Regions from separate parts of the Mus musculus genome. Here region 2 is linked to region 1. The links are chromatin contacts, called in public HiChIP or PLAC-seq maps. All regions are on one chromosome and are shown on one strand. The core of a region is the stretch at or near the end of the contact, and the rest is flanking DNA. Distances in the headings are between cores, read along the strand shown. Region 1 has its middle 36 kb from the start of Golga5. Region 2 overlaps Ubr7 (ubiquitin protein ligase E3 component n-recognin 7 (putative)).

Region 1 (4,860 bases), core at 1,018-3,517:
CGATGTACATGTTTATGTAATGTATGTGCATGCGTGTGCTCTAGAGCACACACAGAGGCCAGAGGAGGACATCAGGTGTCCAACTCTCTCAGGGTCTACCTTATTGCAACAGAATCTCTCACTGAACCTGGAGCTTGAACTAGCAGCCAGAAAGCCCCAAGAATCTTCCTGTCTCTGTACCCTACAATGCTGGGGTTGTAGGTAGGTGTGTGTGTGTGTGTGTGTGTGTGTGTGTGTGTGTGTGTGTGGCCATGACCGGCATTTTACATGGATGCTGTAGATTCAAATTCAGGTCCTCTTGCATGTCAGAAGACATTCCGACCTGATAACCCATCTCCGCAGAGCCCAGAGACTGTTTGTACTAAGTGAGCAAGCATCTTCGCTGATGGCCACGCCTCTCGAGTTGATGCATTGTATGGAATCTTCTGTGGCACATTCTCCCCCAAAATGTTGGTTCTGAATCATGGGTCCCCAGAGCTTGTTGGCCAGGCAGCATAGCTGAAGCAGTGAGCTCTGGGTTCCATGAGAGACCTTGTCTCAAAAAATCAGGTGGGGAGTGGTAGAAGACGCCCCACACTGACCTCTGGCTTTCATAATTGTGCACATATGCGTGTGTGTGAGCTCACACATATAGGCACACACACAGTTGTGTGTTTATCTGGGTAGAAAGCTGTTGTTTCTATTGAGTCTTTATCTCACTTCCTTTTTAGACACTGCTGGGAATCAAACCCAGGACATCACACATGCCACTCAAATGTTCTGCCGCCAAACTACACCTCTAAACCATCCATCACAGAGGGACAGGAAAAATCCACTCCAAATCACCATAGCTACCTTCCCTGCCCTCAACACATATTTGTTGCACTATCTATAGCTATCCTGCTTCTTCCTAAGTTGTCACTAGGAAATGGGAGGAGGGACAGGGCTGAGGGACATGGGCTGTTCAGAATTCTACAATGAGCATGTATTTGTGTATTGCATGATTAAAAAATCAATTAAAAATGGAGATTGTGGGCTGGGGATGGAGCTTTGTGATAGAACTTAGCAAAGAGAGAGAAAGTGTGTGTGTGTGTGTGTGTGTGTGTGTGTGTGTGTGAGAGAGAGAGAGAGAGAGAGAGAGAGAGAGAGAGAGAGCTGTATGTTCCGAAGTACTGTGGGTTTTGACCCCATTTGGTGATCAAATGACCCTTTCACAAGGGTCACCTAAGACCATTAGAAAACACAGATAAACACTATAATTTATAACAGTAGCAGAATTACAGGTATGAAGTAGTAATGAAAATAATGTTATGGTTGGGGCCACCACAATATGAGGAACTGTATTCAAGGGCCACAGCGTTAGGAAGGTTGGGAACCACTCATTGACTTACAGCTTTCGTCCTCTATTTCTAGGCCTTTCTATAGACATGAATACACAGCCAAAGAAAAGCGTCCGGAAGGGGACTGGCCAAAGCATGCTGGCTGGCTAATGTAGATAAGTGGTCTGTGCGCGAGTGATATTTTTGTTTTTAAATGTGTGTCTTCCACAATTAAAAATTGCTACTCTAATAATCAGGGGGGAAATCCCCACTTCAGATGATTTGAAATGCTTTTCGATCCAATTTTATGGCTAAAAAATACAGCAAATGCTCTTATTTGCCTGCTTTGGGATTATCTGTTCCTTGATGGCTAAGGGTAGGATGAATCTGCAACTGTCCTCGGGTTCATTTACAAGTCTACTGTCCTCTCAGTCCTGAACCATCAAAAACAGCAGGTCAGCTTAGCACAGTGGTTCTCAACCTTCCTAATGCTGCAACCCTTCAATACAGTTCCTCATGCTGTGGTGACCCCAACCATAACTTTATTTCATTACTACTTCATTGCTGTAATTCTGCTACCGTTTATGAATCATCACATAAATATCTGATATGTGGAACACCTGATATTTGACCCTGATGAAAGGGTCATTCACTCCCCCACTCCCCAAGGTCAAAACCCACAGGTTGAGAAACACTGACCCAGAGGGAGGCCACGCTGTTATCTCTGGAGCAACAGTGGCCTTCCGGTGGAGAGAAGCAGTGCCGAGTGGGATGTTCCGGGTTTTGTGTTCCTGACAGTGCGCTCATCAATATCTCTGTCAAGGTCTGTGTTCGTTCCACTGGGGCAGTGATAACTGGTTGTCATGGAGGCCATCTTCTGTCTTCTCCCAGTTGAGAACAAATCAACTCACAAGAGTGACATTTGAGTAAGAATGTTGTCCATTTCAAAGAAAGAGAATTGAGGGAGGGCGGGGCAGCATCCTATGGGACTTTACAGCCTGTGCCCACCAGCCAGGGACAGTAGCTATTAGCATTCTGTCTAAACTCCACCCCACAGTTACCTGGCAACAGCCAGGTAGGCCTGACCCACTATAAAAGGGGCTTCTTCCACCCACCCCCCCCCACCCCCCGCTGGCCACTTACGGAAACAGCCACAAAGCAGGCACCAAAGACAAAAAGAATCAAAGCCTCTGTGGTGGAGAGGCAGGGCAGGGCAGAGGAAGGAACCTCCTATACCTAGGTCCCACTTCACAGAATGTTTGCAAAATCCTATCAAAAGACCCTGTTGCTTTTGGACACCTTCTCTACCATACCACATCCTGGCCTGTCTTTGGGGGAGAGTCTTGTAGACAGAGTTGTACTTTCTCTGATGTACATAGTAGCCTTTGAGTACCCTGCAAAATTCCTGTCCAAACCTGATGCCCATGGTAAGGGTGTCTGGAGGGGAAGGTCTTTAGGAGGTAAGTTACAGAGGGCAGAACCTACCTGAAGCAGTTGTGAGGCAGCTGTCTGAATCAGGAAACAGCTTAGGACTCCTCAGCTGAAGAACTGAGAGACCAGTTTCTGTTATGAACTGCCATCTGCGATGGCTAGTCAGTCCCAGTTGTCAGCTTGACTGTACCTGGCATGAACTATAACCCAGAAATGGAGGACGTGCCCGTGATCCAGATCTTTAGGCATAGTGGCCATGATGCCCAGGCAAGATGGTACACACCTTTAATCCCAGGAGACAGAGACAAGCAGATCTCTGAGTTCAAGGCCAGCCTGGGACAGAACAATTCCAACTAACGAGCAGTTTAGGTCCAGATGTGGTGGTGCACACCTTTAATCTGGGCCACGCCTTCTGCTGGAAGCCTACATAAGGATTATGGAAGAAGGAAGGCTTCCTCTTCTTCACCTATTTTCACTTCCTTGCAGGCACATCTGTTGGAGCCTACTCCTTCAGGATTCCATCTTATACAGAAGACCTGCTGAGACACCTAACCTCGGGGGACTGAGCAACATAGCTGGCCATTGTTGGGTTTATTGAATTGCAGATTGTAAGTCATTCCAATACTTTCCCTTAATACATACAGACATTCTTCTGTACATTGTGCAACTCTAGAGAACCCTGACTAAGGGACCATCTATAGAACTTCACTAGCAACAGCCTTGGGGTGGAGAGAGACATGGAGAGACATGGCACTGGCTCTTCTTGAAAGAGGACTGAGTTCCCAGCACCGAGATCCAGTGGCTTACAACCTGTAACTCGCTCCAGGCAATTGAAACCGGTTCTTGCCCCCATGGGCACGTAAACACACAGTTTTTGTTTTTCTTTTTTAAAAGATTTATTTATGTGAGTATACTGTAGCTGTCTTCAGACACACCAGAAGAGGGCATTGGATCCCATTAAAGATGGCTGTGAGCCACCATGTGGTTTCTGGGACCTGAACTCAGGACCTCTGGAAGAGCAGTCAGTGCTCTTAACCACTGAGCCATCTCTCCAGCCTTCCCTTCCATACACACATTTTTTAAAAAATGAAAATAAGGGTGACTTTCAACCATCTGTAATGAGATCTGACGCCCTCTTCTGGAGTGTCCGAAGACAGCTACAGTGTACTCACATATAATAAATAAATAAATCTTAAAAAAAAAATAAAACAATCAATAGCTCAAATTGATCATCCAGGAATATTTTCAGCTCAATTTATACAATTTAGACCTTTGTGTTTTATTTTCCAGATCTCACGCAAACTAGGCACATGTTCTACTACTAGGTCACATCTCCAGCCTGCTGCTCTGGGGTATTTTTAAAAAATTCTATCTCTGTCTCTCTTTCTCTCTCCACCCCTCTCTCTCCTCTCTCCCATCTCTCTCTTTTCTCTCTCTGTGCATCTGTCTGTCTGTCTGTGAGGTGAGGATGTTGGATCTGCTAGAGCTGGAGTTACAAGTGAGCCACCTAACACGGGTCTGAGAATTGAACTGGAGTCCCGTTTGAGAGCAGTGCATGCTCTTACCTGCTGAGCCGAGTCTCCAGCCCCTACTTTGATGCTTTAAATCTTTGATGCTCTCCCTCTTGGGGACACTCTCAAGCTGTCCAGTCTAAATGCCCCCTAACCGGTCACACACCTCTCCATTTTGTTTCCCTGCTTGCCTGTGGCTTTAGAACCCAGAGAAGCTGTGTGACTATGAAGGGATAGAGAAGCATCGCTTATGTACCGTGTTCTGTGACACCACAGGGGCTAACGATGGCTGTCATGTAAGAGATCAGGTATGTCTAAGTTCTGACGGCCTGACCACAGAGATGTCAGGCAGTGCCTCCCACTAAAGTTAGTCAGTGAGAGGGAGAGAGATGCTGGCCTACAGACGCAAAAGGTTGTACTTTTGGATTTTGTTCTTCTGCTTGTCTTCCAACTTGAACAAAGATGAGGAGATCATGCAGTTTGGAAGGATTGCTTGATTTCCTTGATTTGGTGTCATCTGAATGCAAAATTTCTCCCAGAGGGTTATGTTCCAGGGGCTTGGTTGCAAGCTGCTAGGATTTGGGGAACTGATTAGGTCCTGGGGGCCTTGACCTAATAAA
Region 2 (4,681 bases), core at 1,306-3,805, 270 kb before region 1:
ACAGGTTTCTTCACCTCTTTTAAAATACAAAGACATGTGTTTATTGGTAGGAAGGAAGGATGGGGACAAGAGGAAGAGGAGGAGGAGAAGGAGGAGGAGGAGGGGAACAGAAGAAAAATGCACTTGAATGCACATGAGCAAAATAATCAATCTGACCTAACCTTGGATTACAAACATTAACAGCAAGCCATGAAGGAAAATTCTATTTACTCCCAGGTATTGTGGTTAGGAGACCTCAGCCCACACACAGCAGAGTGAAATTCTGAATTCTAGTTGTCTTCGGTCATGTTCACCTATTTACTAGGGGGAAGCACATGTACAAAGGTCAGAGGATAACTCTCAGGAGTGCCCTCCTTCCACCATGTGGGTTCCACGCAGGCTATCAAGCCTGATGACAGGTGCCCTTATCCACTGAACAATCTCATTGGCCACACAAATAATTAAAAATTTATGTATATTTTATGAGTATGGGTGTTTTGCCTGCATGTCTGTGCACCAACTGTATTCAGTGCCCACAGAAGCCAGTAGGAAGTGTTGGATTTCCTGGAATTGGAGTTACAGACAGTTATGAGCTGCCCTGTGGGTACTGAGAATCAAACTCAGGTCCCGTGGAAGAACAGTCCTCCTAACTGATGAGCCATATCTTCAGGTCCCCAAATAATGCCCCCTCCTTTGGAGACAGGGTTTCACTATGTAGTCCTGAGTGTCCTGGAACCCAGTGAAAGAGATCCACCTGCCTGTGCCCCCCAAGTACTGGGATTAAAGACATGTGCTACCATGCCTGGCCTGCCCCAAATTTTTCTAAAACTACATTTTCTGTTCTTTTAAATTATCCTATCAAGTGCAAAATTTTCTCTGTAGAAAATAGTATCAAATTGTAAACTGAAAAAGACATTATTTTTTTCTAATATGGTTCTGAGAATGGAACTAGGGTGTATTCTCAGGTAGGTGTGCCTGGTGTGCACACACACACACACACACACACACACACACACACACACACACACATATATACGTGTCCTGCTAAGATCACTTTGCACTGTATTCTGTACTAGGGTGTATTCTCAGGTAGGTGTGCCTGGTGTACACACACACACACACACACACATACGTGTCCTGCTAAGATCACTTTGCACTGTATTCCGTTGAGGCAGGATACCTACTGAAGCTGGAGCTGGCTGGTGGCTGAGAAGCTCTTGCAATCTTCCTGTCTCTGCCTCCACAGCACTGGGGTTACAGTTGCATGCAATTATACCAAGCTTTTTATATACACTTTGGAATTTAACCTCAGGTCCATGAGAGTTGCATATCAAGAGCTCTTTTCTGCTCAGCCATCGCCACGCTACATGATAAACTTAACAAAGAGCACTGTGACCACAGACTCCACCAGAATCAGACAGTGAGCTTGGCGCTAAAGCACCCTAAGGGTCTGAGGAGTACTAAGGTTACACAGGAGGCAAAAGCCACACTGTTCCCATGGCACATTCAATTCTAGCTCAAGGAGAGACTTTGCAGCAGAGAAAGACAGCAAAGATGTAACCCACAAGATGTGGCAAGTAGGGCTGGCTCTAAAGCACAAGCAGGCAGAGCTGAGCACAGTGACGCACACCTTTAATCCCAGCACTGAGTCCGAGACAAGTGGTTCTGAGTTTAAGGCCAGCCTGGTCTCAAGGGAATTCTAGGCTAGCCACCACTAAAGAGACTCTGTCTCAACAACAAAACCAAAGCCATTTGGGACAAGACCCTTTTAGTGTTCTGACTTTACAATTCATTTTACAGAAACAGCATCTTAGCCCCTATCTAGAAACCCAGAGACATAGCCTCCCTCATCCACGAGGACCAAGTCAGAGCCCAAGTAGACTGGCAGGACCCACAGCAGCAGTGCACCCAAGGGCCTCACCCAGATGCCCGGATCCACAGAGATGAAGGTGAGATTCTGCCATACACTTGAGCAGTGAAGACTGGGAAGTACCAATACATTTATCCAGAATTCTTTTTTTTTTTTTTTGGTTTTTTGGTTTTTTGAAGACAGGGTTTCTCTGTGTAGCCCTGGCTGTCCTGTAACTCACTTTGTAGACCAGGCTGGCCTCGAACTCAGAAATCCGCCTGCCTCTGCCTCCCAAGTGCTGGGATTAAAGGCGTGCGCCACCATGCCCGGCCAGAATTCTATTTTTAAAGCATTATACATCTTACAGTCATGCTATCTTACAGTAAGGACTATTGGTGCTGGAGATATGACTCAGTGGCTGCTCTTGCAGAGGACCTGCGCTTGGTTCCCAGCACCACATGGTGGCTCACAACAGCCTATAATTCAGTTCCAGGGCACCCAACTCCATCTGGCCTCCTAGGGGACAAGGCATGCATGTGGTACACATTCATACGTAGAGGCAACCATCATACACATAAAACAAAAATAAAATCTTTAAAACAGCGACAACAAAAAGTACAGACTTCCTACACAGGAGAATGTTTTAGCCCAGGATGGGAAGTCTCCTTCCAACTCTGGGCTTCTCAGAGTCCTAGTGTAACTGTTTCTGCTGAGTCATCCTCCCATTCCCGACCCAGGATCTGAATCAGCAGATTCCTTCCAATAGTCCTCCACTACAGTCAGACCCTATGTAACTGTCCTGCCCTTCACGTTTCGCTGTCTCTTTTCTGGTCCTTCCTAATCCCCCCTGACCTGCCAGTACCTAGAAAGTAGTTTCTGCGTTAAACTTTCACCTCCTCAGCCAGGCACGGTGCTCGGTCCTGTGATCCCAGCCTTTGGGAAGCTGAGATAGGCAGCAAAAAGGAAGTCAAGTCCTCCATTTAGGCTGTGCTTTTCTTTTGTTTGGTTGGTTTGGTTTTGGTTTTTCAAGACAGGGCTTCCCTGTGTAGCTCTGACTATCCTGGAGATGTCTCTGTAGACCAAGCTGGCCTCAAACTCATAGAATCACCTGCTTCTGCCTCCCATGGTGCTGTGCCACCATGCCTGGTGTTATTTTAATCTTTTTTCCCCCTAACAATTTTTTAACATTAAAGAAAATGAACAATTCATTCAAGCCAAAAAGCTGTGAATAAGGTTCTTGAACGCAACATACCGTGCCTTCATCAGCAAATCTCTTCAGGTAGTCCTTAAGTTCAGTCTTCAAGTCATTGTATTCTAAACCAAAAGCACAACAGTACCTCAAATTCACATAGGGATATACTTTTAAAACCTTTGCCATTGCTAGGCAAGTGTTTAACAGTTTATACCAATGTTTTCTTACTTAAAATCCAGAGAACATTGTTTCCCGCTCCTCTCAAGTCTGGCTTCCCTCATTATGGTGTCTGGGTTTAACAAGAACAAACACCTCCCAGAAATATCCTCACATTATAAACACTAGCTGAGCCTTCTGCAAAGGGCTAATTTCTCCGTAAATCAACTAACAGACTCATCAGACCACTTTTGTTGTTGTTGCTTTGCTGGTTTTAAGACAGGGTTTCTCTGTGTAGCCCTGGCTGGCCTGGAACTCACTCTGTAGACCAGGCTAGCTTCAAACCAGCTTGAGACCAGCTTGCCTCTGCCCCCCAAGTGCTAGGACTAACGGAGTGTGCCACCATCTCTACCAGCCTCATCAGACAGCTTTAAACTCATGTAGTCACTCAAATTTATGTATACTTGAGGCATTATCACAGCTGATGAATCTCTTAAACACAGACCCTATCACTGAAAAACAGGTTCTTGGAGTCTGCCTGTGCGTGTGCGTGTGCGTGTGCGTGTGAGTGTGCGTGTGTGTGAGTGCGTGTGCGTGTGTGTGTGCGTGTGCGTGCGTGCGTGCGCGTGTGTGTGCGTGCGTGCGCGTGTGTGTGTGTGTGTGTCTGTGTGTAAAAAAAAATGATTATAAGGGAAATGATCAATGCTATAATGGGGACACAAGTGGAAAGTGGCTAAAACTGGAACCTTAACTCAGCAGAGCATGCTGGAGCTTTCTGACTTCCTGTAAAGCATCAAGCACCCGAGGACGCTCAAAACTGCCACACTTCCCAAAGGGAGGTACAGTGCTCAGTGGAAATTCTTCTCGAAGGATGAAACACTCTTCTTACTAGTTGTTCAGATACCTACCCTCAGTTAAAATAGTTCATGCTGAGGGCTTCTTTCTTTTCCTTTCTTCCTTCCTGACTGGTCTCAAACTTACAAAAATCCTCCTGCCTCTGCCTCCCAAGTGCTGGGATTAAAGTATGCACCAGCGCCACCTGGGGAAAACTGTGGTTTCTTAAACATTATTGTAGCATGAAATGCTAATGATCCTTGGTAACAGCAACTAAACTTCAGAATTTTTAAAAATCAAACAATAGCTAAGGTCTACTACATAATTCTAGTTCTCGTTAGAGTTACAAACACAGGTGATCATCCATTTTCCTGCAAAATGAAGAAAGCCTTGTGAACAGAATTTACCACAGATGAGCTCCACTTGCTGGACTCTATTCATGCTGCTAAGGGTGTCCATTAAAGGGTCCCTTCTATCAGTTGCCTGGTCGTTCTTGCCTTTGTTCTCATAAGCCAGAACTGTATCACATTCATCTGTCAGGAACAGGACGTCTAGTTCTCCATACATTTTCTTTAAAAAAAAAAAAAAAAAAAAATTTTTTTTTCCAGTTCCCCCATTTAGAATGTCATTTTCAGAAAGTCAAATTAAGGAGAATAAATAATAACTTTAAA

What was found. HiChIP or PLAC-seq counts read pairs in DNA pulled down with a chosen protein or histone mark.
Region 2: a contact with region 1 is called in an H3K27ac HiChIP or PLAC-seq map of embryonic stem cells, with 6 read pairs. The contact joins two enhancer-like sites. A contact is called at or near these places in 5 of 39 promoter capture datasets (the C10 cell line, cranial neural crest, embryonic stem cells and 2 more), 1 of 484 Hi-C or Micro-C datasets (embryonic stem cells), 18 of 115 datasets of contacts at active chromatin or transcription factors (the SCID.adh cell line, differentiating embryonic stem cells, embryonic basal ganglia and 7 more) and 3 of 9 other capture datasets (adipose tissue, liver and pancreatic islet).

Annotation. Positions count from the first base shown.
Region 1 is chr12:102,502,733-102,507,592 of GRCm38.p6, reverse strand. No RefSeq gene overlaps it. Among named protein-coding and RNA genes, the nearest start is that of Golga5, 36 kb to the right of the region's middle. Within about 2 kb of position 2,267, at least 11 of the 459 cell types and tissues checked have an H3K27ac peak or open chromatin away from gene starts, as enhancers often do. A contact at or near this core is called in embryonic stem cells, where this site is marked.
Region 2 is chr12:102,769,680-102,774,360 of GRCm38.p6, reverse strand. Ubr7 (ubiquitin protein ligase E3 component n-recognin 7 (putative)) reads right to left here. Exons shown (of 11, transcript NM_025666.2): 9 at 4,418-4,580; 10 at 3,081-3,142. Among named protein-coding and RNA genes, the nearest start is that of Ubr7, 14 kb to the right of the region's middle. Within about 2 kb of position 2,555, at least 10 of the 459 cell types and tissues checked have an H3K27ac peak or open chromatin away from gene starts, as enhancers often do. A contact at or near this core is called in embryonic stem cells, where this site is marked.